3 separate regions of the Mus musculus genome follow, and regions 1 and 3 are each linked to region 2. A link is a contact called in public Hi-C and HiCAR-type data. All regions are on one chromosome and are shown on one strand. The core of a region is the stretch at or near the end of the contact, and the rest is flanking DNA. Distances in the headings are between cores, read along the strand shown.

Region 1 (3,670 bases), core at 685-3,184, 820 kb after region 2:
TGTATCGTCTTCATTCATTAGCACCAGAACACTGCTGCAAATCTCAGGGCACAGGGCAGGTAACAGAGTGGTGAAAGGGTTAAGTACCCATCCTGCCTTCCCAGTACGCCCCCTCGCATACTGCATCACAGTTCCTAATGGTAAAATCTATTAGGATGCACAATATTCTCCCAAGGGATAAGGAGAAGTCCTGTCATTTGAGATATTTAAAACTGTGGTGGAGAAAGCACCAGAGACTTGTGAGTGCCTGTGCTCCAACCCTTAGGACAGAATGCGTGACCTAATGGGTGCTTTCCACGCCTTAATGTCTCTGACTCTCCGTGTGTTTTAATAGCTACCTCATTTTTAAGTAGATGAGCAACACACTATTTTTTTTTAATGGAAATTTAGTTTGGCCTATAAAGTGTCAGGACAGAGGTGACAAGACAAACCACAAGGGAACGGAGGGAGCCTCGTGGAAACTTAATTGATTTGGAGAAAGGTTGAGCAAACACAACAGCATATTAGAATTTAGCAAATACTTCAACTTTTTTTTTCAAATGTTTTCAGTTCACGAAAACCCAAAACACATTTGGCTAAACACTTTTTCCTTAATTTCCAAGCCCATGTGTATTTCAAGGGAAATTTAATCCATGTGTTTCTGATTCATTTACACTTAGCTCATCAAAATGTGGTTTCGTAAGACCCATTTGATGTCTAAGAACCCTTGTGAGCTTTTTCATAAACTTTTTTTTTTCCTTTTAACCAGGAAGTTAGATTTTGCCAAGAGTCAGTGAAACTTCAACCTGAAAGACTTGGTTTTCTTTCAAATCTTAAAATCCTTAAAGCTGGTGGCAGTTAATGAGCAGGAGTGGGGAGCTTCAGGTCACATGGCCTTTGTTATTTTGAATAGCCTATCAATTCAAATGGCTTGAACCCCCTAGTTTATTGTAGAAAATGCCAAATTCTTGAAAATCATGTAGGAATCACAAGAGAATATAATATTTCCCTGTAGTCTGATAATGGTTCACTAATGTGCCTCTGGGTAATCAGGGCATTAATACCAGGGTTACCTCAGAGACAACCATAAAGAAATGACTCTAGAGATGTGTAGATTGATCATTTTTCTGCATTAAAAGAAAGATAACAGCCTTTTGCCAAATGCTTGTTGCCCTATGTACAGAACTGTTTGTGAAATCAGGAATGAGATAAAACCCTTCAGTGAATGTGCTGATTCAGGTGCACATAGTCGCCTATCTCATAGCTGCTGTTCCAAAGAGCATCTGGGGTAAGAATCACGCATCCGGCCCATCCGTCAAGAGCCTGTGAGCAAGCCAGCAGTGTTTGCACCTGCAGGATGAATTACAGCTTTGTTGAGTGTGGGAAGCTACATAATAAGACACCAGAGTGTTTCTTTCCTCTTACCCCCACCACCATTGCTCCTCGGTGTTTTTGCTTTGTCTTTACCGCCCCGCGTCTCCACCTTTAGACAATCACCGCCAAGATAATGGAGCAAATGTGGCACATTCATCCAAGGATGGGTTGACACAGAGTACACATTGCTTTCATTTGGTTGTTCTTTGGATGAATTCTTCCTTGAGAACAAGATAATGAAAACCATACGGTCATTGAACACAGGAATCTGCGTCACTTTGTTCCCTTGCAACCCGTTTCATTTCACAAAGGCGGGTCCGTCCCCGTGTTGCCTCCAGTCGGAGATCCCAGCCAGCTGGAATCCTGCCCTCTGCAGGCTTGCCCAAATCAGGGAGTGTTGTCATTGAGTTTCTGAGGTTCACCTGAATGACAGAAGCTGTGGGAATGTGGCAGGCCTTGCCAACCTTCTGCATCTCTAAAGCAAAGTGTCCTTTTTAGAATTTGCGTGCATTGTGCTCTGTAACCTTTATTGTGGGAGCTAAAAGATGAGTCAGGATGAGAAGTCAAGAACTGGGCTGTCTTAAGAGCTCTCTCATTGATTAAGAGCATGTACCACACTGAAGACTGAAACTGGGTTCCCAGTGTCCACATCTGGTGACTCAGTCAGTTTTAAATAGAACTTCAGAGAACCCTAAACCCTTACACTTTTGTCCCCCATGGACACATACACAACGCGTGCGAGTACATACACACTGGAGCACATACGTTCCTACACACGCATATACTTTAAAATAACAATATTTTGGTGTTTTAGTCTCATAACTATTATTGATTCTTTATGAATTTCACATCGTGCACCCAAATGCCACTCATTTCCCAGGCCTTCTATATCCACCCTCCACCTTTGCAATATCACCCCCCCCTTCGTCCTTCCCATGGGGAAGAAAACAAAACAAAACAAAGCAAAGTTTTGCCATGGAATCTGCCGTGAGTCACAGTGTGCCACACCCCTTCGCCCAAACAGCTTTACTTGCTAATGCTCATTACAATGAGTCATTGGTCTGGTTCGAGGCCTCTGGCTGCACCATCAATACAGGTTGATCCTCACCAGGACTTCTCTCATATATCTTGTTGCCCTGTGTCATGGAGATCCTGCAGGTTTGGTTCTGCCTTCACGCTCTCCAGTAGCACATAGATCCGGCAGTAGATGTTGGAGCCCTAGATTTGGGCCTGGCTAGTAAATGAGTTTGCCAACCTACCCCCTCTCTCTGGTGGCCATACCACCAGCGCCAGCTCTCCTAAACTCGCCAGCTCTTCCACGCTTATGCCATCAGGGCTAGCTCTTCGGTGCTGCTCAGGCAGAAGGGCTTTCCTGTGTGCTATAGCAATCAAGGAGTAGGGCCAGCTCAGAAAGGCCCTGGGACATCAACATGGCTTCAGGCGGCAGCTCAGAGGACATATGTCTTCATGGTCTTTGGTGATAACATCGACCACAGACACGTAAACACCTACACCAGAGCTAGAGACCCAGACATGGTCCTTTGCTGCAGAAGGGACCGGTCATCACCCTGGCCTCAAGTGGCAACACAGGCCTCTCTTATAAGGCTGTCCCTCACTGCTGTGAGTCTCGAGTTCTGTCTCTTCATAGTAGTACACGGTCTACTCTGCTTCTTTCTCCCCCATCTCGTTACCACTTGCTTATCTAGTGGCGCTTGGACTCTGAGCATCTTTCACTGGCCGGTGCCTAAATGGGGCAGCAGGTGGCCCATTCAATATAATTTAAAAATTTAGAAAGATTTTAAACTTTCATTGACCTCAAGCTTTGAATCGGTGCCTGAAAGACGGTATTATAGAGGCTATAGATGGTTTCTACTTCTTTTCTAGGTGTAATTTTCAGTCTCAGGAATAATTTGTAACTACAACGGCAAGCTCAAATGGCAGGTGTGAATTGAAGGTAAGGAACCATTTGCTGCTTCAAACTCCCTAACTGTGAATGGAGAGGCTGAAAACAATGAAAACACACATGTGATCTTTGACTTTGAGTAAACGACATTGCTCTTAACCTAGTAGTTTGCCATTTATTTTATCCAGACTCCAAAGCAGTATTGTAAAGTGTGTAAATTCATTTCAAGAATACAAAGGTAAAAAAACAAAAACAAAAAACAAAACACGTTTTGTTTTGAAACAAAAACAGGTTTTTTTTTTTTTTTTTCCTTAAAATTGGCCAAGAAGACTCTTCTGCCTTAATGGAACTCCAGAAAGCCACTTATGATTTAGATCTCACCTCATGACCTTTCTCAAAAATATTGAATTCAGA
Region 2 (3,728 bases), core at 119-2,618:
TCTGCCAAAATACATTATAGGCCCTTCATACAACGAAATACTAAAGAGCTGGCAGTTAAACAAGAAATAAATCTTCTAGATTTGCTAGAGAAACATCTTCATGCTCTATAAGTAATGACAATGTATGTTGCCAAAAAACAAAAATCCATAGCATAATCTCATTTCTGTTTTAAAAAAAATGTGAGGTAGTCACATGTATGTATTCATACACCTATGTCCTGTGTGTGTATACATGTGTATATGTATACTTTAAATATTAATTTTGGAAAGGTACAATAGAATTTTGTCTTTGAGTTGTAGGATTAAGAGGGGTAGAGGAGGAAATTATGCCAAATTCCTTATTCTTTTGATTAAAACTGAGATTCAGGAAGCCCATAACTTACTTATTCCAAGATAGCTATTGAGCATTATTCAAACCCCTGCAATGCAGCTCCATTCTTTTGACCTCTTATTTGTGTCTTTCCATGCCTCAGGAGAAGCTCACTATGGTCAGGAATCATTTGTAGAAGCATTTGGTCGTGAGTGTTACCCACGGTTTTCTACCCGTTTTCTCGACGTTAGATTATCTCATTCTTATTACCCTGTACACAGGTACCTCTCTTCCTTATCTAATAAGTACACTTTTACTCACCAAGGAATGATACTGAAAGAAGTGATAACACTTGGGGCACAGTGGTCCCCACATTTGTAAAAAAGGGTTTCTCCAATAGGAGACTTAACATGGTACTTTACTCGTTTACCTTTGAAATACCCATATATTTATAATTTTATGAGATACTACCTGGACTTTCATATTCTTATCTGATTCTCACCATGTATTCTACCTTGAAGTTCTGAGAGGGAAATGGTTCTGTTTTATTCTACTTCACAACTGAGAAACTACCATGCCATTGGGTAGTACACAAAATGGAACTTTTAATGCCCTACCCCCCTCTTTTTTTGGGGGGGGGGGTGGACAATTTTAGTGGTGAAATTGGTGTTCTAGTTATCTCAAATAGGGGTCTGTTTCTATGAATAGTGCTTCATTGCTCTCCCACAATTAGAGCTATGTGTGTGTGAAACTTCCAGAGTGTTCAGCCTGGCCAGTTTGTCCACAAAGTCTAGAATGTGCCTAGAATCAGGACCAGAAGCAAAAGCTTCATTTAAGACATCTTCTCAGGCTTGGGAGCTGTCATTTGGGAACTTAAAAGCCAAATAAATAAAAAATCTGGACGGGTACACTCTCATTGTTTTTTAGCAAAACTTGAGTTCCTCGCAGTGCTGTGTTTGTTTGTTTTCTCTGGGAACCAAGCAGCTGTCCTACACCCAAGCATGTATCATCTCACGACAGTGACTCAGAAAGCTGTGCAGATGTCATGGCTTACATAGTCCCTAAAAAATGCCTACCATGCAGGAAGTGAAATAAGGTTCTTGGACTCAGCAGAAATGGGGTGAGGATAAAGAGGCTGCTTTGAATTTGTGGGTTTTCCCAGGCTGCTTTGGAAATGTCTCATGCAAATCCAAACAGTATCTGGGTCACAGATAGCTTGCAACCAACAATTCTGAATAGACTTTTAGTCTTCTGGTACATGTAGAAGCAGTAGGTCTATGTGGAAAAATAAAACGGTTTAAATAGCTTAGATAGTTTCATAGCCTACTGCCAATGAGGATCTTTTTCTTCTCCCTAAAAGTATAACATTCTTGGAGTCATTTCCAAGGCCTAAAACTTTATTAAACTGAGCAATAAATAAAATCCAGTCATCTAGTGCTTCTACTAACAAGAGCTTAAATATCTAAGATGTATTGTTTCTGAATACATTTCTCTGTATGTATATGTATATAGTCCAGCTTTTTAATGGAGAAACAGCTTGCTAGAGACATGAATCACATCATTGTGTTTGACAAAGCATTTAGTTTGTAACTTTTATGACTTTAGAAGCCTGTCAGATGCTATTTGCAAACTTTCTCTTTACTTGTAGTTATAATAAACCAAAAGTACCTAGAATTCTATGGGACATAGACTGTCAGGAAATGTTGAGTGCATCATTTTGAGGGAAAGCAAACGCATTTACAAGAAGACTTCAGCATGCAAATAGACAGCGATTTAAGAATATGCAAATGAGAAAATAGTTAAAAATGAGGAAGGATTTAAGAATAGAGAAATCAAGATGTAAAGCAACTTTTTTAATAGTCACTTTAACCTCATAACCTGTATTCTGGCCTGAAAATGGTACCATCAAACTTCTACACTGATAGAGAAGTTTTGGGGGAAAGTCCCAAAGATGACCACAACCTAAAAATGCACAGCTTAGAGGGGAGTTTCCAGTGGTCTTGGCCTTTAGCCCAGGCCCAGGCTAACTATTTGAAGTGTCCCCATGGTGTATGCTTGGCTTGGTATAGTGTCAGCTGTTATGCATAGAGGATTGGAGGTAGTCCTAAGAATCCTCTGGGGAAGAAAGGTGCTCTAAAGCTCTAAGTCTGATTGACTTTCAAGGACCAATGACTAACTTACTGTTGAAGATTACCCATACTTTCTAAATTGGTGTCTAAATGTTATGGCTTGCTTTGTCGAAGCTTCTCTGAAAGCCACCACCAATGAATGTTGATGCTTATTTGTAGGCTGTTTTATGTAAGCACTAGACACACAGAAAGTAACACATAGGACAGAAAACAACTTCCAAGCTATGTATAATGAGGCTTTGACATTGAATGGTTTACTGGCATTTCTGTTTCTACTATCACACTCCATCCAGAGACTGCAAGCACATTTTTATTCAGTATCACAAAGCCTATAGAAGAATGGAGCTTGAATTCTTTTGGACTTGAGTGTAAATACCACACAACTTCTGACCTTTGGTTGACTCTATTTCATCATTTTCAAAATAATAGTGGATAACAGCACTTTTTGGCTATCATGAGTTCAAATCACTTGGATTAGGGAGCCAGAGGATACCTTTTTTTCAGATGTAAGAATATGAAATATTGCTGGGCAGTGATGGCACACGCCTTTAATTCCAGCACTTGGGAGGCAGAGGCAGGCAGATTTCTGAGTTCGAGGCCAGCCTGGTCTACAGAGTGAGTTCCAGGTCAGCCAGGCTACACAGAGAAACCCTGTCTCAAACAAACAAAAGAATATGAATATTATTTTTAATATTCTCAGAGTTTAGTAGACAGTAGACATTTAATAAATATTTATTGAATGGGAGAATGGCATATGAAACATAAGTAAGTTTAGGCTTGACTCAATAAATGTTCATTTCTTCTAGCTAACAATAATGAGGCTGTCCTTAGAATTCATCTATAACATTAAAACTCCTTCTCTCCACACCAAGGCTTAAGCTTGGGCCTAGCAGAAGAGAAGGCAGGATGTATTACACATTAATCATCATTTGCCTACTTACATCTACGGTATCAAATCCTATCATGGAAAAATCCTTTGTATGAATAAAAGCCTTTCCCTTCCCTTCCCTTCCCTTCCCTTCCCTTCCCTTCCCTTCCCTTCCCCTCCCCTCCCCTCCCCTCCCCTCCCCTTTCCTTCCCCTTTTCTTTCTTTCTTTCTTTCTTTCTTTCTTTCTTTCTTTCTTTCTTTCTTTCTTTCTCTCTCTTTCTTTCTCTCTCTCTCTCTCTCTCTCTCTCTCTCTCTCTCTCTCTCTCTCTTTCTTTCTCCTGATTTTCCCACACAGGGTTACTTTGTGTATAGCCCTGGCTGTCCTGGAACTCACTCTGTAGAACAGCCTTTGAAAAGCCTT
Region 3 (4,004 bases), core at 1,272-3,771, 810 kb before region 2:
AACTCAACACCTTTCAAGTTACTTACTGTTTCAACCTTACAATATTAAAGAAATCCCAGCATATATATTTACAACGTAAACTGTTTAACTGCCTGCTTCGTTGCTGTGCAGATAGAAAGGTCAATCAACATTTGTGCAACGGATGTAAATTATGAAGTCTACTAATAGGTTTGTATGTTGTAGTAATGTTTCCTGCCTGTAACCTCTAGCCAATGTAAAATATTTGATCTGAAGTCCTAGGCAATTTTTCTTAGGTAATATTTATGTCACGCTTTATTACAGGGATGCTCACCGTTTGGAATAAGTCTCTGCTACCTCATCAAGTGTTCAAAGCATATACAATTGTTTGCCATTTCTTTATACTATCTGGGTTTTGAGTTTATCGTCTTCCTGTTTCTTGTATAAACATGTGTTTCCACATCAGAGTGTGTTATTAATAGTGTATTAGCCTAACTTGATTCCCTCCATGACGTTTTTACCAGCACACTCCAATATATTTTCCTAAGTAATAGATATAAATACAACTTCCTTGACATCTCAGTTTCTTCATCTTCAAAGTACCTTGCCATTTAGCACTCTGTTGTGCAGCACTATATATTTTCTCTTAATTTCTATATATCTAAATTGCTTTCCTACAATATCCCGACTGACAATTCAGAACATTTTTGGTGAACTTCCATTATGTGTAAACATTGTGTGAGACTTGGAGACACATAGTAACTCTATGACCCTGACCCTTCTGGATTTGAATTCTAAGCAAGTTAAACAAGCTACATAGTCAACATAGGTCTAGCATGTCAAGTGGAGATAAGCCCCATCCGCAAATAAAGCAAAGATATTGGTATAGACAATGGAGTTGAGTGGCTCCGATCTTTCAGAGGTGGCTGGAAGATAGATACTGTGAGAAGAAGGATCTTTGATCAGCTCAGAGTCCTCATGGCCCAATCACCTCTCAGTACGACCCGCAACTGGGGAAATGGCACTTTTAATAAATGAATCTTCAGAGGACGGTTTAAATCCAAGCCACTATCCCATAATCATAAATACAAAAATGCTGCTCAAAAATTATCTGTCTTACTCTAAATTAAAGGCAAGGGCCCAGTTCAGCGTTGTGATCTCAGAGCCCAGTTCAGCGTTAGTTCAGAGAGATGCCCTCTGAAACAAATGGATCTTAAAAAATGAGTCTGAGAACTATTATCTCTACCATCCTCTTATAGAAACTCACATATGGCATAGCTCAAACAAATAAAAACACTTTAAATCCTGTCTTAAATTCAGTTTAACTTTGTTTAATTTGATGTTGCTGGCCATTTTGAACATGAGCCCTGTTTCCTGCTGTATCTGTTGAACAAGCAGAGAAACCGCTATGCTGGGAGTCTAATGAAGATGACATAGGGAAGTTCTGAGCTGCATTTGTCAGAAAGATACTTTCTGACAAGAGATACTTAAATCTGACAAGAGGGTGGGTATTCAAGGCAGGAGAAACACTAAGCAATACTTTGTAGTACTTCCCTTGCTGCTCTCTACCTTATCAAATACCCTTCCAGAATGAATGCCTTAAATAAACTGGACAAACTGCATTCTTGATAACTGCTGATAAACTTCTAAAACATGCAAGATTCCAGATGCACTAAGCTTAATTATTCCATGGGAGCTACCTCAGCTCCTCTGCATAATTTCAGAGGCAACAGAGTTCAGTCCCTTAAAGACTGTAACTCACTCGTTACCCGTGCCTGATCAAGGACCATGTTATTTTTCTTACCGGGAGATCAAGATTCTATTCCACAGAGAAGGGACACACAGTCTTTATACATCTGCCATAGACACTTTGAAATTAAAGCAAAAATCAATTTCTATGCAAGATGAAGATCTCGGTATTGGCTATGGAAGTAGAATCGAATTAAGAACAACGCAGGCTTGGATTTTAATGAAGCTCATCTTTGTTTCGTTTGCAGATCAAATTTTTGGCTCTCATCTGCACACAGTGTGTGAACGAGAACATTCCACAGTTCCATGGTTTGTAAAGCAATGCATTGAAGCTGTTGAAAAAAGAGGTGGGTGACTGAATGTGCAGCATTGCTGAGTCCTCTGAACAGCTAGGGCTCAAGTTCACGGAACCACTTGATTTCTCTGGGAAGCCACGCAATTAAAACTTGACTTTCATTAATCGGTTAAGAGGATCAGGTTTCTTATTAACTTCAGTTTGCTTTTACAATGGGGACATTAGCAATTCTCACTAATGTTCCGTGTTTTTTTTTTTTCTCTCCCGTTTAATATTTTGTCTGTCTGACATACTGTTGAATCAATTGCAAACTTCTTGTTTCCAAGCCAGTGGTAAAACATTCATAAAATATCAGCACTCACAGTGTTAGAACCCTCTCACATTCATGCTGGTAGATGTGCCAGAACAATTTTTTGGGAAGCCCCCAGCATCACCCAAGTGAAGTAAACAGCGTTTCTACTCACAGACAGCGATACGCCATCTTCTACATGGTTCTGTTCAGTACAGAGTCCAGCTAACTGTGTTTCCTGGAACAATTAGCAGATACACCTCCACTGTTAGAATGACCTTTGACTCCTCTGTTTCACCATTCTGTTTTTCATCTGAAATTATTTCATCTCACTGAAGAGAACAAAACAAACCCCAATTGACTCATCATTTCTAGGCTAGTTTATCTGCGGAGTGTTTTTCCTTCGAACTATGACTTCATTCATTCAAGGTCATTTTTCCTGGAAGATACACACTGTAAATGCAGAATCTTAAAAAAAAATGTATTAAATAAAAAATGTGAAGCTTCATCACCATCTGTTACAAGTTTACAACATATTTCCAGGATCTAGGGGGATATATATCAAGTGAAAGATAGAGGTGTTTGCAGAGGAAAGGAATAGCTGAACCTATTCTTATTTTCAACACCTATTTCTTAAAACAATACAACCAAAGAGGGGGAAAAATCTTCAAGTGTTCTGCTCAGAAAAGTCCATTTTAATTCTCTCGGTGTTACCTGGCTTTATTATAGAAGCATAATAAAAACGGCATGCAATTTCTAACTCCTAGAAATTCATACTTTAATTATACAGTAAGGACAGCTTTGGGATCCTATTATTCCCATATCAGTAGGGAATGAAAGAATAACAAGAGGAGAAGGGGTGGGTAGGGACACAGATAAAGATAGTGACTGTCAGAAAAGCACATCGACAACAAGGAGAAGTGCTGAGGGGCCAGAGAGCAGGAAACAGTTACTGTAGAATAAGCTCCAGGAGAAGCGTCTATGAGGAATGAAGCTGATTGGAATTTAGAGAGAACTGTGTTTTTATTGCATGTTGCAATTTCATTTAATTTATAGGTACCTATCTTAGGAGTAAATATTATTTAATAAATACTTAGAGTCAAAATGGATCAGTGAGAAGATTGTTATTATTTCCAATAGCGAAACTACCATGATTTCCAAGAAATCTTCATTCACTTTTAAATACTGAGAACCAACGGTATGAACATTATTATATTAGATCAAAAATCCAAATAGGCCATTGGGAGAAGCCGTATATAGTAAGATGTATGCACACAGGAAGAAGAGCTTATATCTCCTGATTTGTGAGCCTACCTAAGGCAAAATGAAAATCCCTGTTAAATGTAGCTTTGCAGTGCACAGATTTCATAATATCATAGAATAGAAAATGTCTATAAATAGGAATTGTATCTGTGCCTGGCATTTTCATGGTGATTTTTAATAAAGTAAGATGATATTTCTGCTGACAGGGGCAATCATGACAGCATTATATTTTATTGTTCCAATGTTTACTCTCAAAATGAATTTGTAGATCCAGCACTAAACAGCTGCTAATCGCACATATGATTATTAAAATAATTCCTGAGCATTCTAATGAAACTCAGAGACACTTTATAATTCTGCAAAGCAACTGACAATTCAAAGCACTTTGGCAGTGTTAGCTTAAAGGAACTCCAGATATGTTCAATAAAAAGTCATAGGTGCAAGATAAAG

What was found. Hi-C and Micro-C count contacts between places; a contact is called where the count stands out from the background. HiCAR-type assays count read pairs that join an accessible place to other places.
Region 1: a contact with region 2 is called in a HiCAR-type map of fibro-adipogenic progenitors, with 4 times the contacts expected there. The contact joins two enhancer-like sites.
Region 3: a contact with region 2 is called in a Hi-C map of muscle stem cells, with 2.2 times the contacts expected there. The contact joins two enhancer-like sites. A contact is called at or near these places in 2 of 484 Hi-C or Micro-C datasets (both in muscle stem cells) and 1 of 115 datasets of contacts at active chromatin or transcription factors (fibro-adipogenic progenitors).

The regions. Positions count from the first base shown.
Region 1 is chr2:45,775,272-45,778,941 of GRCm38.p6, forward strand. No RefSeq gene overlaps it. Among named protein-coding and RNA genes, the nearest start is that of 1700019E08Rik, 81 kb to the left of the region's middle. Within about 2 kb of position 1,935, at least 72 of the 459 cell types and tissues checked have an H3K27ac peak or open chromatin away from gene starts, as enhancers often do. A contact at or near this core is called in fibro-adipogenic progenitors, where this site is marked.
Region 2 is chr2:44,955,088-44,958,815 of GRCm38.p6, forward strand. No RefSeq gene overlaps it. Among named protein-coding and RNA genes, the nearest start is that of Gtdc1, 30 kb to the left of the region's middle. Within about 2 kb of position 1,369, at least 95 of the 459 cell types and tissues checked have an H3K27ac peak or open chromatin away from gene starts, as enhancers often do. A contact at or near this core is called in fibro-adipogenic progenitors and muscle stem cells, where this site is marked.
Region 3 is chr2:44,140,295-44,144,298 of GRCm38.p6, forward strand. It overlaps Arhgap15 (Rho GTPase activating protein 15), which reads left to right. Exons shown (of 14, transcript NM_153820.3): 10 at 1,956-2,054. Among named protein-coding and RNA genes, the nearest start is that of Arhgap15os, 77 kb to the left of the region's middle. Within about 2 kb of position 2,522, at least 8 of the 459 cell types and tissues checked have an H3K27ac peak or open chromatin away from gene starts, as enhancers often do. A contact at or near this core is called in muscle stem cells, where this site is marked.